3 separate regions of the Sus scrofa genome follow, and all the other regions are linked to region 2. Evidence: chromatin contacts called from public Hi-C and HiChIP or PLAC-seq data. All regions are on one chromosome and are shown on one strand. The core of a region is the stretch at or near the end of the contact, and the rest is flanking DNA. Distances in the headings are between cores, read along the strand shown. Region 1 overlaps ADAT1 (tRNA-specific adenosine deaminase 1). Region 2 holds the start of GABARAPL2 (gamma-aminobutyric acid receptor-associated protein-like 2). Region 3 holds the start of TMEM170A (transmembrane protein 170A).

Region 1 (4,801 bases), core at 503-3,002, 38 kb after region 2:
CACTGTTGAAAGACAAGGCAAGGGGACTTTCCCTAACAGATACCATCTTATTATAAAACTACAGTTAATAACAGTTTGGTTTTGGGAGTTCCCATATGCCGTGGGTGTGTGGCTGTAACAAGTGGGGTGGGGGAAAGAGTATGGTTTTGGCACAAGGATAAACAAACAGACCAATGAAATAGAACTGAAATAGACTTTAAATATATATTATAAATTATGATATAATATTATATATTTACAACACAGTATTACACTATTATGTAATATTAATCTACACTATATACTATTATATAATATATAAATTATGCTATTATATAATAAATATGTAAATATATATTATACATTAAAATATACATTCTTCTTTTTTTTTTTTTTTGTCTTTTTGCCATTTCTTGGGCCGAACCCACAGCATACGGAGATTCCCAGGCTGGGGGTCTAATCGGAGCTGTAGCTGCTGCTCTACGCCACAGCCACAGAAACGCAGGATCCGAGCCGAGTCTGCAACCTACACCACAGTTCACGGCAACGCCAGGTCCTTAACCCACTGAGCAAGGCCAGGGATCGAACCCGCAACCTCTTGGTTCCTAGTTGGATTTGTTAACCACTGAGCCATGATGGGAACTCCAAAACATATATTCTAGATTTGATATGTGTTCACTTTTTCTTTGGCCTCACCTGTTGCATATAGAAGTTCCTGGGCCAGGGATTTAATCTAAGCCGTGGCTGTGACGTATGCCACAGCTTCAGCAACACTGGCTATTTAAGCCACTGTGGGACAGTGGGGACTCCTTGATATGTGTTCTCTTAAAACATGTAGATTCCAAAAAAATTACTATAGTTTCTTTTTCTGTCTTTTTTTTTTTTTAGGGCCATACCCGCAGCATAGGGAGGTTCCCAGGCTAGGGGTCGAGTCAGAGATATAGCTGCCGGCCTACACCACAGCTACAGCAACTCCAGACTCGAATCGCATCTGTGACCTACACCACATCTCAGGGCAAACCGGATCCTTAACCCACTGAGTGAGCCCAGGGATCGAACCCGCAACGTCATGGTTCCTAGTCAGATTTGTTTCCGCTGCATCATGATGGGAACTCCTGTAGTTTCTTTTTCTAAAAGAGTAGAAAATAAAATGAGTTTTTCTGACAGGGAGCTTGTATTGGACCTGAGAGCCTTTTTTATACATAACCATGCGTTGGGTCATTGCAGGTGGATGAGAAAGATGTTAGATATATGAAATCCTTGCAGGTCAAAGTACTCATATTTTTTTCCACTCAATTAACAAAGTGGCCTGATTAAACTAATAAAGACTTGCAGCTAAAGCTGAAGTAAGAAATGTCAGTTTGAGATATCAATCCCCTTGAACTGAAAATGAACTAACAAAACTATAGAACCAAAACACTGGGCAAGTGTTTAAATGAGAAAACCATTACTCAGGAACAAAACAATCTGACAGTTCAATATCAGTGAAACCTAGCCAATGGGTGGTCACCAAAGGATTGAGACGTTTGCTGTAACCCAGTGGTCACGGATGTGCATCAAGGAGAGAAGACTTGGCTCTTATCATCCCACGACCTTCCTGAAGTGTATCAAAGCATTTCATTCGTAAGAACAAGAAGCTTTAGCAACCAACCATGTCATGATCTGTATCCTGGAAATGGGATCCGCTCCAGGTTCATTAAAGGAACGTATCACTTACACCTCAATGCAAGGAGCCAAATGGACTGTATTCACCACCAACAGGTGGTGGAATGTCAAAGCCTCTAGTGTCACTGTAAGGAGCCATCAGTGATAGAGACTTTAACAGCTTCTTGAGACCAGATCTGTACATGCCATCTGCAAACGGCACCTTCTCGTGTGAATGCTTTTGATGTAAGTCATTTCATGAGTAAGGTAAGGTGCTGTAGCTATAAAGACACACTGGGAATCTCTCCTCTGCTGGAGAAGAGCTCCCTCCACAGAAGTAAGACCCTTCTCGAGACTTGTCAACAACATAACCGAGTGACCATACTAGTAATTCCTCTGTCAGAGGGACATCCAAAAATAACGACTGATGTCATCTGTGGAGCAAAATAATCTTGGTGGCTGCTAGATGCTGTGCTCCAATGAGCCCTGGTTCCTTTTAGCAGTGAGGATTACATTTTTAGATGTTAGATTTTTCCTGATGAGTTGGTTAACACTGCTGATTTGTGCATCAAAGAGCAAGGAAAGCTATACACAGAGATACATAGTTTTTTAAAGATTATACATTTACATTTCGGTCTATTCCTACCTTTATTCTTACATACTTTGACACACTGAGATTTTGCATTTTTTTTTTTGCCACACCCACAGCACATGGAAATTCCCTAGCCAGGCATTAAACTTGTGCCACAGGAGTAACTTCAGCCACTGCTGCAACAACATCAGATCCTTAATCTGCTGCACCAAAAGAAACTCCTAGATTTTTAAAAAATTTCTTAATTTTTAAGTTTTTTTTTTTTTTGATTTTTAGGGCCGCACCTGAGGCTTATGGGAGTTCCCAGGCTAGGGGTCTAACTGGAGCTACAGCTGCCGGCCTACAACACCACAGCCACAGCAATGCCAGATCTAAGCTGTCTTGGTGACCTACACCACAGCTCACGGCAACGCTGGATCCTTAACCCACAGAGAGAGCCAGGGATCAAATCTGCAACCTCATCTTTCCTGGTCAGATTCGTTTCCGTAGCGCCATGATAGGAACTCCTAGATTTTTTTTTTTTTAATCTCTTACCTTCCTCTTTTATAATCCAACGAGGCATGTAATAACCTTTCCAGGATGCTCTGGTATCTCGCCAGATGGGAAGAGGATTTGCCTCTTCAGGGCAAAGAGAATTGAAAAAGATTCACCAGTTTAGGGCAAAAGGTAAAATTAAGCATCTTGAAAATGGGGGTCCTTCATCTGATTCCTGTTATTATCTTGTTGTTTGTAATAAACATAAAGACCTAAATAAATATTACCTTTGAGTGTTGCACCAGTAATTAAATTAATTAATTAATTAATTTTGCTTTTTAGGGCCACACCCGCGGGATATGGAGGTTTCTCAGGCTAGAGGCAGAATCGGAGCTACAGCTGCTGGCCTACGCCACAGCCACAGCAACGCCAGATCTGAGCCACATCCGTGACCTACACCACAGCTCACAGCAACACCAGATGCTTAACCCACTGAGCGAGGCCAGGGATCGAACCCACAACTTCATGGTTCCTAGTCAGGTTAGTTTCCGCTGCGCCATGATAGGAACTCCGAAATCTATCTTAATGAGATGTCTACTGCAAGCCCTGCACCATGTTAGAGACACGCCCTCACTCAACTCTCACAACACTCCTGTGCGGTAGACATTCTGAGTTACCCCTGCTGTATAGTTCCTCAGAGAGGTAATGTACTGTGCCCAAGTTTACACAGCTTGGGGGGAAAGGTAGCTAGGAATTAAACAGTGGTTTCCTGAACTGCCAAGCCTCTGCTATTTCCACCATGCCCTTCCTCCTGTAAGGAGTCTGCCTTCTAAATGGAGAAACAAGAAGTTCCCATCGTGGTACAGCGGAAGTGAATCTGACTAGGAACCATAAGGTTGTGGGTTCCATCCCTGGCCTCGCTCAGTGGGTTAAGGATCTGGTGTTGCTGTGAGCTGTGGTGTAGGTTGCAGATGTGGCTCAGATCTGGCATTGCTCTGGCTCTGGCGTAGGCTGGTGGCTACAGCTCCAATTCAACCCCTAGCCTGGGAACCTCCATATGCCGCGGGAGCAGCCCTAAAAAGGACAAAAAGACAAAATAAGTGGAGAGACAATCACGTGTCAGAGACCTCAGATCATCTACCCCAACATCCTTGGTTTACAGATATGAACACGGTGGGGCCCAAAGACCTACTGGACTTGTTCAAGTTACCTGCATAATTGGAGAGAGACCCAGAGTGAGAACTTGGGGGACTCCTAATCACACAGAAAGCATTGCCATATCGGGACAGGCTGGAAAACAGCACTTGGGGAATCTACGGAGAAGATGGTAATTTTGAGCCAGAAAGCAGTAGTAACTGAGCTGGGCTTTCAAGGTTAAAGAGGATGTAGGTTCATAGTGAAGAGCATTTAGACCTGAGCAAAGCAGCAAAGTGAAGCCACAGTCAGGGGGTGGGGCCAGTATGAACGGCTGCTAGCCTGTCGCTGACAGCAGAGGCACAGCTCAGCAGGAAATGTGGTCCCTGTCCCCTGTGACCTGTCCTGCTTACACATCCGGGCCAGTGGCTAAGAGCTGGTCCCCTGAGAGATGCAGACGGTGGCCTGAAGCCAGGAGGCTCTTGGGGAAAAACTGGTTAAAAAAAATCTCTACCCCCAAATTTTACTCATTCAACAGCTAAGCCACTGGGAAGCAGGCTAGGTCTGCTGTCTAGGCTATTCGAACCCGGTTAGTGGTTGTGAAGAATAAAACTTTTTTTTTTTTCCCCGCCGCACCCAAGGCACAAGTCCCTGGGTCAGGGACTGAACCCGTGCCACAGCAGCGATAATGCTGGACCCTTAACCCGCAGTGCTACAAGAGAACTTAACAACAGAACTTGTTATAGGGGGATAATAAAGAAATGGAAAAGCCACATAGAGTGAAAGGAACTACCTGGAAATTGTGGGGGTCCTACAACAGTCACTGAGAGGCAGTTTAATTCAGACTGCGTAGGAAATCCCTCTGGTGGAGAGGCTGCTAGCCCACAGCCTGGCCTGCCCCCGGCTACTGCAGACCTCCTGCGGCTCACTAGGAGGGAAGAGCAGAGTGGGCAAGATGAACATTTCTTTCTTTCTTTT
Region 2 (4,173 bases), core at 543-3,042:
GTTCCTAGAATACTGCCTAGAATTCTTGATCTAATTAGCATTCGATTCCCACCTTCACTTTCTAGTCACCAACCATGCTTTATTTTTCTAAACAGCACTTATTATCACACACACATTTTTTTTTTATTTTTTGCTTTTTAGAGCTGCACAAACGGCTTGTGGAGGTTCCCAGGCTAGGGGTAAAATTGGAGCTACAGCTGCCGGCCTGTGCCACAGCAACACAGGATCAGAGCCAAGTCTGGGACCTACACCACAGCTTACGGCAACACCAGATCCTTCACCCACTGAGTGAGGCCCGGGATCAAACTGAAACCTCATGGTTACTAGTCAGGTTCGTTCCCACTGTGCCACATGGGAATTCCTCATATATATATTTTTGCTTTGTCCCACTAGAATGCAAACATCATAAGAACATATATGTGGTCTGTTCTGTTCATGGCTTTCCCCCAACACTTGGAATAGTGTTCCTACATGCAACAATAATCTCGAGGTATGAAATTCATAGGATTTTTCATTTCATTAAAAACAAGCAAGTCAACAAACAGCTGTTTTAGTTGCTCAGACACACAATCTTAAAATAACAAAAATACTTTTAGAATGAAGCTAGATTCCACAACATCCATAAGGAATTTCAACTGAGGAAATTGTGAATGACGATGTTCACACATGCAGGCCTTTTGGATGCATCAGACTCACAAGCATGTGGTGAGGATCATGTGCCCAATTAAGTGAATATCTTGTCAGATATGCACCAGCTCATAAACAGATGATGACCCAGGGCAGACCGTCCCATGACTCTTGGAAGAAGAAAGGAATGACGTTCCTGGAGAACCTGAAGGCGGACGCTCAGGCAGGAGACACTCACACAACCCAGGCTGTAACTGTTGAACCCCAAAGCTGAGTGCTGAAGAAACCCGCTTCATGCCTAGCTGTCAGAGGAATTTTCTGAGTCTGTCACCTCTGACTACTCCACCAGTTAAGATTAAGGGGTTTCTTTGTGATCAGCGTGATGTTATGCCCCTCAAATGCATATTTATGATACCTTTTCTTAAATGTTTATTCAGACACTATTCGTGAATAAAGCAAGGAAATGGGATTTGTTTAAACTCCATTTCCAGGTCCAATGCAACCTGTTATGGCTGTCCCCAATAATGAACCCCCCGGGGTTGTCATCAGTATCCCTCCCCATACAGTTTCCTCAAACTAGTCATACACTCCAGATTGAGCCCCCAACCTGGGAATTTCCTGGTGGCCTAGGGGTTAGGGATCCGGCGCTGTCGCTGCGGTGGCTCAGGTGGGATCCCTGGCCTTGGCTGGGAACTTCCGCATGCCGTGGGCGTGGCCAAAAAAATAAACAAAAAACCTCTCAATTTAGCCCAACCCGTTACCACTCTACACAATACCCCTCAGACTGTCAATGCCCTAAACAGACCCCCTGCCATCAGCAGCCACCAAAGACCCCTCTTCAGTCATTGATATTCTAAAATTCCCCTCTTGTCACCAACGCCCCGGTCGGACTTCTCTAACACTCCCAAGAGCCCTGTCGTATCAGCCAGACCTCCACACATCCCTTCCTGTTACCAACGTCCACCGAAACCCCGCTCTTGTTACCAATTCCTGAATATCCCCTTCCCAGTCATCAACTTCCCTTACAGACACCCCAATCGTCAACGTCACCACGGCAACTCCTCCCGCGGCCTCTCGCGGTACCCACTCCTTCCTTGCCCCACGCCTCCTGGCCCGATGCCCTGAGAAGCGGCGCCGGAAGCCCCGCCCCCGGCCGGTTGCTAGGCTCCAGCGGCCGGAAGTCCCGCCTGCCGTGTAGTCACCGCCGCCGCCGCCGCCGTCGTTGTTGTTGTGGTTGGTGCGCTGAGCTCCGCGGCTCCGAGAGCCGGCTGCGTCCTTTCCCCGCTGTCGCCATGAAGTGGATGTTCAAGGAGGACCACTCGCTGGGTAAGCGCTCGGCGTTTGGCCTGCCCGTGGGGGCTGGGGCGGCGGGTGGGCCCCCTCCCCCACTCGGGCCGCCCTAGGCTGGGCCGGGTGGGGCGGATGCCGCCCTCTGAGCTCTGGTCGCCGAGGCCCCAGCACCCCGGGCGGCTAACTATGGATTCCTCGCCGCCCTCCGCGGGCCCCGCCAGAGCCAGGGGAACGAGGACCGAGGTCGCTGGGACACCCGAACGAGGGCCGGGGGCGTGCACAGGTCACGGGGGTGGGGTGGGGTGGAGGAGGGGCGAGGGACCCGGAGGCCGGTGGGCCGGCGCGACCGTCAGCCGGGTGTGTTTTTCTCATAGAACACAGATGCGTGGAATCTGCGAAGATCCGAGCGAAATATCCCGACCGGGTTCCGGTGAGTGAACTCCCCGCCCCCTCACCTCGCTGTCACCCCTGCCGTCTTGGACCCATGATAGGGTCCCTGGCCATTCAGCAGTTGATAAGTTTAGATTCCAGTCCGGTTAGAGTAGTTGACGGGGCCTGACGGCTTAGGGACCCTCGGGCGGCGGCTTGAGGGGCTTGAGTTGGTGCTGTTCAGGATGCCTCAGTGCTGAATCTCCGGAACTAGGCCAGCGAGCTGTCTGCAGCCTCAGGGCTCCCTCGCCAATTATGTAAGAAACGATGTTCTAGGACAGGGCAACAGGTCACAGCCACTTTGGGGAATAGTGGTGGAGGGAGTCTTTCACTTTGGTTTTGGAAGGGATACTTTAGCCTTAGGACATTCATCTTTAACTTTGAGCCTCCGGCTTTACCTGACTTCTCCTTCCCTTTTCTCACCCTGACCCTGTCATCCTTTCCTGACCAAAAAAAATCTGAGGAGCCCCGTCCAGTGCCTTCCTTGTAATCAATAAAACGTATCCTATATTTCTTCCGTGTTAGGGCACATAGTTTCTTTAGTCCTTTTTGTTTTTTGTCTTTTTAGTGCTGCGCCCATGGCATATGGAGGTTCCCAGGCTAGGGGTCCAATCAGAGCTGTTGCTGCTGGCCTACACCACAGTCACAGCAACTCCAGATCTGAGCCGTGACTGTGACCTACACCACAACTCATGGCAACGCTGGATCCTTGACCTGCTGAGCAAGGCCAGGGATCGAACCTGAAACCTCGTTGTTCCTAGTCGGGTTGTTTCCACTGTGCCACGATGGAAACTCCCTGATTGGTTTTTAAAGGACATCCGGGTCTGTTATTGTAGCTCATGGCTTGTAAACAGTTCCTCTGGGGAGAGAGCAAGAGGGGTAAATTTGAAACGTAGTTCAGAGAGAAGCAACAGGCCAAATGAAGAGCTTGGTTCTTGGCTGGTTGGGATTGCCAGTCCATCCCATTAGTCCGTCCATTCTCATTTCCAGTGTTCCTTGGGATCTTATTCCCCTGTAGTGTGGGTTCACTTTGGGGTCCTGAAGTAACAGGCTGTAGAGGAAGCTCTCACCAGATAGTCTCCAGTCTGCCCAGACAAGATGTTGCAAAGCTTTTTTGTGAGGGCTGTGTTTATTTCATGCATGCTGAGATCAGGGATGAGAAAGAAAGTAATTGACCACAGAAAAGCACTTACCTTTCCCCGTAACACATATATATCAATTCTTAAGTGTGTGGTTTTTTTAAGTCGAACGTATTTTCTCATGTTTCACAGTTTCCCACCCACCTCCCTGACCACACATTGTTCATCAGCTCTCCAGTAATGCTGGGCCAGAGCCTCAGTCTAGAAATCCAGTCCCGACCTTTCTCTGCTTTTGCAGGTGATCGTGGAAAAAGTCTCAGGCTCTCAGATTGTTGACATTGACAAACGGAAATACCTGGTTCCATCTGACATCACTGTGGCTCAGTTCATGTGGATTATCAGGAAAAGGATCCAGCTTCCTTCTGAAAAGGCAATCTTCCTGTTTGTGGATAAGACAGTCCCACAGTCCAGGTGAGAGGTGTTTACTGTGTTGGCCATCTGCTTGGTTGCTTGCAGAACTCAAAACTTTGGAGGACTGAAAGCTCTTAGGGGTCTTGACTGGAAATAAGGATTTTGTGTTCCCTGACCTCAGGAGTTCAAGGAAGAGTTGCAGTAGATGGGTGTATACTTTGGGTTAAGACAATAGAGTAAGGCCTGGACTTCAAACAAACAAACAAACAAACAAAAGATGAGATTCAGCCTCAGGCGCCCAAGAATCCTTTAAAACAGTTAGGACTTATTTTGGCTT
Region 3 (4,727 bases), core at 1,537-4,036, 62 kb before region 2:
ATGTCTCCTGGGACTTCCTTTGTGGCTCAGTGGGCTAAGGATCTGGGGTTGTCACTGCTGTGGCTTGGGTTCAGTCCCTAGCCAGGGAACGTCTACATGCCATGGGAACAACAAAAAATAAAATAAATGTCTCCTGATGTGGTGCCCTGGGAAGTGGACATCACTGGTGCAAGTAGCATTTTGAAGAAAAATATTTAATCTATTATGAAAAAACAGCTAACTCGGATTGTGGGAAATTCCATGAAACAGGGCGCCCTGACTTCAAAAAGGCATTATTCAAACAACTGGGGAAATTTAAACAAGGCCTATATGTTAGATAATATTCTATCAATGTTAAATTTCTTGGATCTGTTGTGGGATTTTTTTGGCTATGGCAGAAAATATTTTCTTTTTTTTTCCTTTTTACAGCCACACCCCTGCAGCATATGGAAGTTCCCCGACCGGGGTGGAATCAGAGCTGTAGCTGTGGCCTACAACACAGCTTGAGACAGCACCAGATTTTTAACACACTGAGCAAGGCCAGGGGTTGAACCTGCTTCTTCACAGAGACAACATTGGGCCCTTAACCCACTAAGGCACAACAGGAACTCCAAAAATGTCTTCATTTTAAATGATACATGCTGAACCATTTGGCACCAAGTGCCATTACTTCCGTAACTTCCTTTCAAAAGGCTTCACAGGAGTTCCTGTTGTGGCACAGTGGAAACAAATCCAACTAGCATCCGTGAGGATGTGGGTTGGATCCCTGGCCTCGCTCAGTGAGTTGGGGATCCAGCGTTGCAGTGAGCTGTGGTGTAGGTCGCAGACATGGCTTGGATCAAGTTGCTGTGGTGTAGGCTGGCAGCTGCAGCTCCAATTCCACCCTAGCCTGGTAACCTCCATATGCCTCAGGTGCTGCCCTCCCACCCCAAAGGCTTCCTGTGGCAAAGAGGATTAAGGGTCTGGTATTGCTTTGGCTGTAGATCACAGCTGTGTATGAAATTCGATCCCTAGCCTGTGAACTTCCACATGCGATGGGCACAGCTGAAAAAGAAGGAAAAAGGGCTCCAGAGAAAGTAAAAATGTTATGTGTGGCATATGTATTTAGAGAGAAAGTAAAATAACCAAAATATTAATAATGAATCTAAGTAAAGGGTATAAAGGTATTTGTTCTATCATTTCAATTTCTCAGTAGATTTGAAAAATTTCCAAATAAAGAATTGGGGGAAAGTAAGGAAACATACAAAAACAGACCAATCTGGTCCAGTGGTGCCTCCACACTGCATGAACATTTTGGACAGTGTCTCCAGAATATTGTCTATTTCTGCTGTTACGGTCAAATGCGATCTTAGTGCCTTTGCTACCTTTTGCCAGATTACTTCAAGCTAACAGCTGCATCTGCCCCAGCATGGTTATTATTAACTCTTTCACAAAACCCGTCCGGGAAAATACTAGGCAGGTAATACACAGCAAGTCCCTGGTGTCCGCTGAATGGCGCCAGGCAGTCGCTGCCCGGTGGATGCGAAATCACAGGTGCCTTGTTCATCACTGCAGTTAGTAACCCAACCCTCCTTCCTCGGCAGCTCTCAGGCCGGTTCTCACATTGTTTGCTAAGTCAAGATAGCCATCAGCTCTGCTGGGGAGCCCAACCTCACCCTTCAGCCACGATGGTCTCAGTCTTCTTGCCTTGAAAGGGCCGACACAGAACGGTGCCCTCTCCTCAAAGGTTTTATTTTTAGCTTTCTCTACGATTTCCCCCTCCTCTCAGCTTTCTGAGCCCGATACCATTCTATCTCGATTTGCAATTTAAAAAAAAAATCCTGATGTCAGGCCCAGCAGACGCTCCAGTGGGAGTTAAGAGTCAGAAAGAAGCTGTGTCAAAGATCTCCAAAGCCCGAGTGGGAGACTGGCAACAGGTGATTCCTAGAAAGAGAAGCTGGTGGAGGGGATGGATTTGGATATAGGTGGGAGCGATCTGCAGACAACCTCTGGGCGCAGAGGGGTTGGGCTGGACTTGAAACAAACGGAGTCTGAGTTCGGATTTACGCCCCCGCCGCCCACCACAGGCCGGGACTACGCGGCGGCCGAGCTGCGAAAGCCGGGAGGCCAGCGCCGACGAAAGGGGCCCCCCCAGCAACCCCCGCCAAAAGCGGGGATGCCCGCCTCCCGTGCCCCAGACTAGGAGGGACGGCCGCCTACAGGGCTCCCCCGAGTTCCCGTCTGAACCTGGGGCGTTTGGAAACTCCGACGAGCACAATCAGTTCTGGAGGCGGCCGAACGCCCCTCACTGACGGGTCCACCCGCGGCCGCTCCCTTCAACCTGGCCCCCAGCGCGGGCTCGGGGTGTCCTGGCCTGAGGACCCAGCTCCCGACCGAGGAAGAGGAAACCTCCTTCCAGGACGAAGACACCCCCCAGCGGGCGGAACCGCGAGGACCCCGCCTGCGCCTAGGGGAAGGGGAGCCGGGCGGCCCCGGCGGGGCGCGCAGTGCGCAGGCGCGGGGCGGGGCCGGTACCTGGGAAGGAGCAGAGAGAAGTGGAGTTGGGGCACAGGGTCCCGTTGCCCACCCGCGGCACGAGCTTCAAGCTGAGGATCTGCTGCAGGAGCCCGGCTGAACCCCCGCTGCCGCCGCTCCCCTCGTGCTCCATCCCGCCGCCATTCACCGCAGAGAGATGGGGGAAAGCACTCGAAGTGCCGTGGCTCGCTCTCACTCCTGGCTTTCTCCGCACCTCCGCTGCCTCAGCGTCACCTTCGGCCTAGGCCCTCTTCCTCCCTCCCCAACGGCCCTGCCAAGTGATGGCCCCTCCCTCCAATCACAGGGCGCCGCGGATGGCAGGGGCGGGGCGAGAGTTGTTCCCACCCCTGACGTTGCGTTTGGCTCTCCAAGACCCAGCACCAACGAGCTACGCCCCCTACTGGGGAAGTCGTTTCTGCTCCACTGGGGCGCTCTGTGTTCTGCCCCCGCCTCTGCAGCGCCACCTATAGGAAAGTAAGGGGATTTAGATAAGGAGGGAGAGAGGTATACAGCCAGTTAAGACAGACATAGAGATAGGTGGAAGGATAAATAAATACGTAGATACATATGCATCTGGCAACGAGAATAAGATGATTCAGTAGCGGTGAAAGAAGCTGGAACATGATACCTTCAATATTTGGAAGGAAAATGATATTTTGGGAGAACTTCACTTTAAACTAAAAAGCACTGTATGCAGCATGAGGAATGTGGTCAATAATATTGTAATAACTGGGGACAGGTGGTTACTAGACTTACCGTGGTGATGATTTCATAATGTATGCAAATATCAAGTCACAATGTATCTACACCTGAAACTGACACAACTGTATTTCAATAAAAAACAATTCATTAATAAGCATTGTGGGGAGTTCCTGTTGTGGCTCAGTGGTTGACAAATCAGATTAGTATCCATAAAGACACAGTTTCCATCCGTGGCCTTGCTCAGTGGGTTAAGGATCAGGCGTTGCCGTGAGCTGTGGTGGAGGTCACAGACACAGCTCGGATCCGTTGTTGCTGTGGCTGTAGCACAGGCTGGCAGCTACAGCTCTGATTCAACCCGTAGCCTGGGAACCTCCATATGCCACTGGTGCAACCCTAAAAAGACAAAAAAAGAAGCATTGTGGGAGTTTTCTTGCGGTGCAGCAGGTTAAGGATCCAAGATTATCACTGCAACTGCTTGGATCACTGTTGTGGCACTGTTGGATCCATGGCCCGGGAACTTCCACATACCTTGGGCATGGCCAAAAATAAATAAATAAATAGCAGTGTACAAAATACATATTTTCCTTTTAATTCAAGAACATTAGCAATACTGTTTCAAGAACATTAGCAATACTGTTTATTAGAGTTCCCTCCTTTTTTTTTTTTTTTTTTTTTTGGAGGTGCTGGATCCTTAATCTGCTGAGCCACAAGGGAACTCCTAGTGTTCCCTCTTGAAAGCCTTCGTTTGGATACTTTTTTTTTGGGGGGGGCGCACTTGTGGCACATGGAGGTTCCCAGGCTAGGGGTCTAATCGGAGCTGTAGCTGCCAGCCTACACCACAGCCACAGCAAAGCAGGATCTGAGCCACGTCTGCAACCTACACCACAGCTCACACCAGTACCAGATCCTTAACCCACTGAGTGGGGCCAGGGATTGAACCTGAAACCTCATGGTTCCTAGTCAGATTTGTTACAGCTAAGCCACCACGGGAACTCCTGTTTTGGAAACTTTCTAATGCCAGTTCTCTAACACTGCAACTGGGCTTTTGCAGCAACTGAGAAGCTTTTCTGAAACAATAATAGTAAATATTTTTTAAAAAGTCATGAAAACAATGCTGTTTTTGGTACATTTCCCAGACTAGCAGAGTGTATAAGTGGAAGAAACCAATTATTTTAAGGTTATATAACAATCAATCATGTAGCCCATAAGGAAACATTCTTTTGAATTTAGAAATCTCAGATTGTTGAGAACTTTTATTTTTTATTTTTTTTTTTTTACTATGCCACAGCATGCAGAAGGTCCTGGGCCAGGGATCGAACCCACAGTAACCCGAGCCACAGCAGTGGCAACACCAGATCCTTAACCTACTGAGCCACCAGGGAATTAAACACACACACACACACACACACACACTGCTAATCCCCATGATTCTTCCCTTTTGAACTGGTTGGTGTTCAATCCGTACTGTGTATGGAATGAATGAATGGAAGTGAGGAAATTCAAGGACTGGGATCAGAACAGCACCAGAAATG

What was found. Hi-C and Micro-C count contacts between places; a contact is called where the count stands out from the background. HiChIP or PLAC-seq counts read pairs in DNA pulled down with a chosen protein or histone mark.
Region 1: a Hi-C map of skeletal muscle shows a contact between it and region 2, with 2.8 times the contacts expected there. The contact joins the enhancer-like site here to the promoter of GABARAPL2 in region 2. A contact is called at or near these places in 5 of 47 Hi-C or Micro-C datasets (embryonic fibroblasts, epiblast stem cells, fetal heart ventricle and 2 more) and 2 of 2 datasets of contacts at active chromatin or transcription factors (alveolar macrophages and skeletal muscle).
Region 3: an H3K27ac HiChIP or PLAC-seq map of alveolar macrophages shows a contact between it and region 2. The contact joins the promoter of TMEM170A here to the promoter of GABARAPL2 in region 2. A contact is called at or near these places in 1 of 5 promoter capture datasets (fetal liver), 2 of 47 Hi-C or Micro-C datasets (embryonic fibroblasts and epiblast stem cells) and 2 of 2 datasets of contacts at active chromatin or transcription factors (alveolar macrophages and skeletal muscle).

What each region holds. Positions count from the first base shown.
Region 1 is chr6:12,091,677-12,096,477 of Sscrofa11.1, reverse strand. All of the region lies in intron 8 of ADAT1 (tRNA-specific adenosine deaminase 1), which reads right to left. Among named protein-coding and RNA genes, the nearest start is that of ADAT1, 18 kb to the right of the region's middle. Within about 2 kb of position 1,752, at least 2 of the 83 cell types and tissues checked have an H3K27ac peak or open chromatin away from gene starts, as enhancers often do. A contact at or near this core is called in skeletal muscle, where this site is marked.
Region 2 is chr6:12,130,605-12,134,777 of Sscrofa11.1, reverse strand. It overlaps GABARAPL2 (gamma-aminobutyric acid receptor-associated protein-like 2), which reads left to right and starts at 1,792. Exons shown (of 4, transcript XM_003126859.5): 1 at 1,792-1,953; 2 at 2,292-2,347; 3 at 3,724-3,896. The coding sequence starts at 1,920.
Region 3 is chr6:12,193,182-12,197,908 of Sscrofa11.1, reverse strand. TMEM170A (transmembrane protein 170A) reads right to left here and starts at 2,786. Exons shown (of 3, transcript XM_013998173.2): 1 at 2,494-2,786. The coding sequence starts at 2,626.